Regions from separate parts of the Gasterosteus aculeatus genome. Here region 1 is linked to region 2. A link is a contact called in public Hi-C data. All regions are on one chromosome and are shown on one strand. The core of a region is the stretch at or near the end of the contact, and the rest is flanking DNA. Distances in the headings are between cores, read along the strand shown. Region 1 holds the start of pex14 (peroxisomal biogenesis factor 14). Region 2 holds the start of tardbpa (TAR DNA binding protein a).

Evidence for each region. A called contact is a pair of places that touch in the nucleus more often than the background predicts.
Region 1: a Hi-C map of skeletal muscle shows a contact between it and region 2, with 5 times the contacts expected there. The contact joins the promoter of pex14 here to the promoter of tardbpa in region 2. A contact is called at or near these places in 3 of 6 Hi-C or Micro-C datasets (skeletal muscle and tail fin).

Annotation. Positions count from the first base shown.
Region 1 is chr2:12,834,479-12,838,539 of fGasAcu3.hap1.1, forward strand. It overlaps pex14 (peroxisomal biogenesis factor 14), which reads right to left and starts at 1,839. Exons shown (of 10, transcript XR_005713669.2): 1 at 1,680-1,839; 2 at 374-424. dffa (DNA fragmentation factor, alpha polypeptide) reads left to right here and starts at 3,119. Exons shown (of 6, transcript XM_040193473.2): 1 at 3,119-3,391. The coding sequence starts at 3,298.
Region 2 is chr2:12,587,949-12,591,914 of fGasAcu3.hap1.1, forward strand. It overlaps tardbpa (TAR DNA binding protein a), which reads right to left and starts at 1,886. Exons shown (of 7, transcript XR_005713717.2): 1 at 988-1,886; 2 at 314-477; 3 at 52-192. ciroz (ciliated left-right organizer protein containing ZP-N domains) reads left to right here and starts at 1,080. Exons shown (of 11, transcript XM_040194292.2): 1 at 1,080-2,713; 2 at 2,788-2,864; 3 at 2,946-3,047; 4 at 3,130-3,254; 5 at 3,362-3,505; 6 at 3,601-3,639; 7 at 3,746-3,883. The coding sequence starts at 2,676.

The DNA of each region.
Region 1 (4,061 bases), core at 589-3,088, 250 kb after region 2:
GATGAGGTGTTTATTTTGCAAGTACAGCCTCCGCGTGGGCTCGGGGACGTCCGTGAAAACACCCGATCGCACTGAGGAATGTGTAATGTGGTCCGTTTAGCTAAGCAAAAGTAGCTTGTTGATGAAAAACAACTTCCTTAAGATCACAATTGTCTCCAATATGCGTTATCAATTGCAAAGAGTTGTCACTGAACCCTACAGTAAGGTTTCACTGGCAAAGGCTCCGACCAGGGAAATATCTTGTGATGAAAAAGAAATGGAATGAACTAACCCGCTGCAGCCACCTGATAACCACTTACACCAAATAAGCATATTAAAATCACTTGGTCGACGTGTTCCAAAACGTCGTCATTAATGAATAAGAAGTCCTTACCAGTTGTTCTCGGGGAGGAGCGGTCGCCTCAGTTCCAGCTGGAAGGCCCGGCTGGGAAAATAAACAAACACTAGTATAAGACTGCCATCTATTGGAGGACACCAATGTAATACACCAATGTGTAGAAAGCAGCAGTGGTCTTAGGTCACAAAGGAAATTCACTCAATACATAACAGTCAAAAATGAAATGATGATGTTATTATCGGTTAAGGCAAAGATCCCAAACGGTGCTTTAAATGTACCAAACTTTCAGAGCTGCAACAGAAAAGTAATTTACACACTACTACTGTATCAATAATTATAATAACACAATATATATCATTCTTAAATGGGCCTTTCGGAAAAATGAGTACTTAAAATGTAATGCAAATATTTTTCTACTTTTGCTTATTACTATTAGTAAAATGGTGTAAGTACGGGTACAGAATGTAGGAGGTGGTGTAGGAAGTTCCACGGCATTGATACTACTACTTAGAGAAAACTCAAGGTACTTCTTCCACCACTGGATAGCAGTGACATCTGCGGCGAGCCGTTCAGTGCATCAATCTGTCACATTAATGCTGCATTACAGGGTGCAGATCCTTTACCTGTGCTCATGCACCAATTATTCAGCATGCATGACAATCATGAATTAAGTTAAGTTCCTTACTGAAGTCCCTCCTGCTTCATCGGTCACTGGGTTAAGACAACATAAAATCTACCTTTAAAAATGATGCTTTACAAACAAGCACATTTAATTCTGCCTAACTATTGCACATTGTTTCTAATCTATTTTCTGGGAATGAATAAATCACGAATGTGAAAAAAAGTTTAGAACAAGCCTTTTCCAAAATGATCAATGCTTGTCAATATAAACCAAAGTGAAGGCTGAGAGCAGAGTCCAATCTACCGGCCTGACGGTGACCTTTACGCAGCATGTCATTAGCTGCCAATAGTCCGACTGAGAGAAGACTTGTTGGTTGATTGGAAGGACGTGCGTTTGGTCACGGTTTAAGAGCTGGCCCAGGCAGAGGTCTAGCAAGCCACACAACTTGGCACCGTGCGATGCGGCCCAAGAAGGACAGCTCGTCCCCTCGTGTCGACTTGGCAGCGCAAACAAGTCTGACAGGCAACTTCTGAAGCGTTGCGGGAGCTAGCCGGCGTGCTAACTAGCGAGCGATGCTAACTTTAGCTAACAGAGGCGTTAAAAGCGCAACGATACAAAAAGTGGAGGTATTGAAGGGTCACGACGTTTAAACGCAGTGTGGGTGTCCACTGTCGTGTCTGGACACCGAGAGGTAAACGCTTTAGTTGCATAATTGTAGACCTGTGTAGGAGGATCAGGTTGCTCGGTGGATGCCATCTTTCCCCTCGATTGCTCACAGGACGAGCTGATCGACTGAGCCACGTTCGATTGCTTTTCCTAAAGGCTGTCAATGATCCATTTTCCTTACAAAACCACAGTAACTCCATTCAATAAACAGCAAAGTTCATTTGAAAGCTCAAACTAAATTTATTAGAAGCTCCTTTTGTTTCCAATCCAGAAATCTATCACATGAATTGCTTGTAATAATAATTATTATTATCAAGTAACAAGACTCCAAATTCATCTTTTTTGGCCAATTACATGAAATAGAATAATAACACAAAAAGAAAAGACACAATTCTTTTCTTTATAACAGAACACAGGGACCATCTACAAAATTACTTATTGTTTGTTGCTTTTGTGGTGCATTTTCTTACTAAAATTCATTTAAACGACGAAAGAAAAGACAGTGATCACAAGTCCATCAGGGCTCCTCGAAGTCTGGTGTCCCTTGGATTTCGGGGCCGTTGCAGTTGCCCACTGTGTCCGTTTGCTAATCGGGCCTCGCAGTCTGACTGCCCCAAGAGAATCCTGTCATCAAGGAGACATCCCTAAAAGCTGTAATATGAATGGAACATTAATCTTCATAATCTGCACCAAGAGGCACATTAAAATAAGTTAGATTAGCTACTGTGCCCATTATGTCTTGTGGAAAGACAATGCTGTCTATATATTTCCCGAGAGAAGTCGACACACACACACACACATTTCAAGACTACATTGAAGACAGACGCTGTGACAAAAAATGACTTCCTATTCATCATATTGTGCATTAAATGTACTGTCTGAGTTTTTTATATTGCTTTTAATCTCTTTGTGGTAAAACTCATATTGGAATTACCTCAAAGCCACAAAGACTATGTGGAGCTTTGATAAAAAATATCCAATAATACAGGTTATCCAGCTGCAGTTCCGAGTGACAGAGCGGAGATATGCAAACATTGTAGGTGTGTAGACCGTTGAGTTGATGCTATCTGTATGTGTTGAAGAAATCTAACAAAACAAAATTCTAGTGAATAAGTCTATTTTCATAATCAGGTGGGTCCAGGCAATTGCCATTATCTGGGCTTAATATTAATAATGTTGGCAACACATCCAAGTAATAAAACAAGGCACTCAGGTCGTGTTCCTGTACATTCACATATATAAACAGGCCTTTACATTCAATACAAACTAAGATGCATACCGTGAGAGATGGGGAAGGAGATAGAAAAGAGGAAGTACGGTAGGACAATGGCCTAATTTGATGGTACACTCTCCAGTCTCTGTGGAAACATGTATCCTATTATGCTTATTAGTTGCCGGATATATTCAGAGAGGATGGACACGAGGTAACCGAACGGAAAGCGTAGACGGGAATCAAATAAAAGGAAGCTGACAAGCCAAGACTGTACATGGCCAGTAACGCCAACAGGTGGCAGTACGGCGAGATTCCATTAAAACCCAATGAAGAAGAAGAATACACAAAATCAAAAGACGAAGAAGAAGAAGAAGCTTCCGCGTTCGAGCGTCTCGACGGTATCTGACAGTTCGAAGTTGAGAGAAAATAAAAAATACTTTTCTCCACATCAGGCCAAGAATGACGGACAGGAAACCGTGTAAGGTGTGTAACTTCACACGACAAAAGTCCTACGGAGTGGTGGTGCCCTCCTTAGATGAGCTGAAGCTGAAAGGTAAGTTGTGTTATGACGACTTGAATTAACGTTAAGTTAATTGAGTGTAATTGTATGGTTTTCCTTTTGAAAATAAACCGTTCTGAACGAGCTATACCGCATGTATAAAGTATACGATACATATATAAAATCATTTTGGTGCATTTAGTGATCATCTTTGGCGGTTTCGTCCGTGTTTTTATTAAAAGGCATTAATAAGCATGTTGTCTACTGCGAAACGCAAACGTCATGATGAGTGACCATCTTCATCTCTGTGTGTCCGCCGCCTTCGACCCTGCACGTCGGCTTTCAAACTCAACAGTTTAATCTTATCTGCGGTGATCACGGAACAGCCGAGCAGACATTTCCATCGTGTCCAAACTCGCAGGAGCTTAACGCGCAGAGTCGGGACAGATCTCCCTCGATACCGGGCGTGCGCGTCAGCACAGCCCCGCAGGCGGTGGCACGATCCCGGCACGCTTCAATGTCTCCATGTGACCACGCTTCAATGTCTCCATATGACCACGCTTCAATGGCTCCATATGACCACGCTTCAATGGTCTTGAAGCTACTAGAGGCAAATCCACCAGACACAATCTAGTTTTTCTCCCATCAAAACGGGATACAGATACTTCAGCGAGGCACACCCGAGGGATGGTTGGCACAAGAGATCCTCTTGCAACGCTTGAGT
Region 2 (3,966 bases), core at 636-3,135:
GTGAATGTATTCATACCAACTGTTCTTGCACTGAAATGGTCCCCAAATTACCTTTGAGTTGGGGAGTTTGCAGTCACACCATCGTCCATCAATCATGTGTCTCTGAGCAATCACTTTGGTTTGTGTCTCGTACTCAGTGAATCTGACAAACCCAAACCCTTTGGAGTTGCCAGTCTTTAAATCTCTCTTGACCTGGAGTGAACGGAGGGCAGGCAAGCTTAATTACAACTTGTAAATGAATGCGAATAACAAGGGTCACATTACACTCCGGGGCAAACAAAAAGATATTCAGATCAAGACCAGATGTCATCACCTGCACCATGATGACCTCCCCGAAGGTGGTGAAATAATCCTTCAGGTCTTGTTCCGACGTTTTCCACGGCAGCCCGAGGACGATGAGATCCGACGTCTTCTGAAAGCCTCTTTTCACTTTCACAGCCGAGGCCGCATCAATTTCTTCCATCTTTCTTTTGTTATCTGGGGAGAATGGACGGGAAGGCGCGAGTCACATTAGGAAAAATGGTGTAATAAATGAGATGGAAATACAAACCCTGTGGTCTCTTTGCGGTCTGGTTGTGGCAGCAACACAACAACCAAGTAAGACAGCACCTCAACATTTGATCCGTATCTGGCTGCAGACCACCTTACTCCAAACCCATGCAACTCACTGAGGGTCTGCTTTAACAGCCCTGACTGGTCTATGGAAACTGGCTGCGGGGATCTTCTCCCATTTAGGGAGCATTGCAGAAGTGATGTTGCATATGTTGGAATATCTAAGAACTGCACCCTGTTGTGCATGGGGGCAGATGTAATGTTCCATCAGGAAAGGAAACTTTTCCCCGAAGATTGAAGCTTGATTTCTTCAACAACAACAAAAACTGAAAAAAGGAGCAGTAACATCGATCTTCACTCGAAATAATGGACAAGAGGGAAACCGGCTAAAACGAGTGCGGCCTAAACACAACAAACCCTACGCCAACATCTCACCTTTAGGGTAATTGACGACATAGACCAGGTTTCCCCAGTCGTTCTCGGGGGCATGAAGGACCCCCTCCACCAGCCGGACCCCCCTCATGCACTGGGACTCCGGGTTCCGGTACCGCAGCCCGCACGCGCCTGGAAACTGTGCGGCTACAGATGACAGCAATATAGTACCGTCATCCTCGGAAGGAATCTCCATGGGCTCTTCGCTTTCATCCTCAGCCACACGAATGTACAACTCCGACATGGTCTCTAAAAGGTCGATCGCCGGTCCAAGTGGAAGCAGCCGATGGAGTTAAAAGTTAAAGACCGGAATGGTGCACGCGAGTTTTTGTAGAGTCGATCGTCGATGAAGTTTAACGTTACTTTAGTCAACCGGGGGACGAGACTGAACTATATCGGTAGTCAAAGGCACGCACGAACTATGTGGACCACAAACGCTCACTCAATAACCCTTCAACATTCACTAGCGTTCTTCTCCGTTTGTTAGCACGCGTAAACACGTTAGTCGGCTAGCTAGCTAACAAGCTAGCGAACGGCTTGAAAAATGAATGACCATTCAGTTTCACGCACTGTTCACCGCTAACGAACACGCGGGCTCTGTTTTTGTCTGCGGGTCTGTAGCTAAAAAGTGCACGCTTACATCAACATCGACAAACTATCTCGTTCGTTCAGATTTACGCACAAAATCGCAAAGAACACATTTATTGCAGCAGTACGCGCGCGGCTAACCTCTGTAACCTCAAGCTAGCTAACAAAATGGCTGCGCACTTTGTAGAGATGACATCATCCAGATGGAAGAGTACACTTTTGAGTTTTTGTGGGGTTGTTTTACATGTCAAACTATAAACATTGAGTAAATTATTTGAATCCAGGTCATTTGTCCCGGCCTAACTATTTGCACACATAATTTTGACGTTATTTGTTTGACTCCGTTGATCTTGTCGTGTTATATAACTTTCAATGAGAAAGGTTTAAGAACCAAGGCATACCCTTTGAAGTCGTATATATAGATTTGCCCAGAGTCTAAACAAAAGGTGCGCACCATGCGCACTGGGAAATTATATCAAAAGCAATCGCATGCAATACCATATCACCGTGAGGATTGGGAGATTGTTTTTCAACCGAAGTATAAGAGTTTAATCCATATTCAGGGATACTAGGTTTACATTATTTACATTTATATTATTCTGTGTAGCCAAACATAACCAGAGGATTACAGCAGCAAAGGTTAGAGTGCAACATTGTTGAACATCCTCAAACCCACAGATTCATAGATTTTGTAAGATGTCAGGATGAATGGTACCAAGTCTAAAATAGTGTAAGATATATAGAATATTTGTATTTGATGGAATGGTCCATTAACAAGAAACATATGTGACAGTTTGGTTTTAACATTTCCCCTTATTTTAAACACGTTCTTTCAATAAATAGATGAATGGACATGTGGCCTACGATTATTTACTTTATCCATAATAGATGACCACTAAAAAAGAGGTGTTTCAACTGCCTCAAATCCCACTGTTCACACATCCGGGGCACAATGATCATTTCAACTTGAAAGTGTCAAAGCAAACACACCTGTGTTTATTCCCACTTCCCCTGAATGAAGTCACATCCCTGAGTGACATCAGTCCACTTACCTACAAATAGGCTCAAGGGTCAGACTGCCCACATACGTCAGTGGAAGGGACATGGATCAGATCAGATTGGGCATTCCACTTAGAATCATGTAAGTAGCATAATGTTGTACAAACATGAACTGCACTATTTTCAAGATTAACGTCTAATTTTCCCTCTTTCTAGTGTTTTACAATGTTTTGTCATGGGGAGCGCACTTTCCATTCAGTCAACAGAATGGAATCGTACGGCAAGATTGACAGGTGAATCATTTTAAATGTTGTTTTGACATCTCTGGACATGTTGTTGTTATTTTCTGAAATATTTTCTGTCTTTACTTTCAGAAGGAGATGTGGAATGCTTTTCTGAATACATGGAGATGTGGATACACAGTGGAAGGATTGGAGGATTGGGACTCTGGCTGTCTGCAGCCTTAAAGATCCAAGGTAATTCTTTCAATATATTTAAAAAAAATATTGACATAGATATGAGATAAACTCCCTTTAACTCACGTTCTCTTTGGATAAGTACACCTTGCTTCCTTGGACCACCTGAACCTCCAGCTGTCTGCCTGTGGATTCTCACTGCACAAATACCCTGACAACAACTTTATTTTTAGAGTCAGTTACACTGGATGTTTTGTCCAACAGCTGGTACGTACGACGCATTTAGAATTGTCTAATGCATATTCACAAACTCGGACGATTGCCCGCGATGGGCCTAGTGCTGATAATTCTCTGGCTGCATATTGATCTTTCAGAACAACCATCATGTTCTGAAACTGAATTTGGTGAAGAGGATAAACCGATTCAGGGAAAGACCTTATAGTTTCACGATGAAGTGTCCCGTGGCTCCTGTACTGCCAAGCAGAGAGCAGATCCAGTGTGACCCAGAGTGCATTCAGGTACTTGTTGATTTCACTCGGTCATCCGTTACTTACCAATGTGTTCGTTTGAAGAATCTTATTCGCTTTGTGTGTGTGTGTGTGTGTGTCTGTAGGTGACCAGACAAGTTCCCCATGACAACTGGGACAACAAGGTAGTAATTCACACTAATCCCAGTGAACTCAGCCCTTAGTAATACGATTGAATTATGCATGTAAACACCTACTTGTGTACTTGCATGTGTGGTTTTTGCATCACAGTTGCGTTGGTCGCTGTCGCTGAGCGATCACCTCGTTGTTGCTCTGGAGGATGCGAGTCTGATCCAGATGAACGTTGACATGAGCGGACCAGACATTACAGTTCAAGGCAGGAGAAGGGAGGTCTTGAGCCCCGTGGAAGTAAGAGAATGTGCACAGCATCCTGCCACCTAGTGACCAATGGCAGCATTACAACTAAATCTCACTGCATTACTTTAATGTTG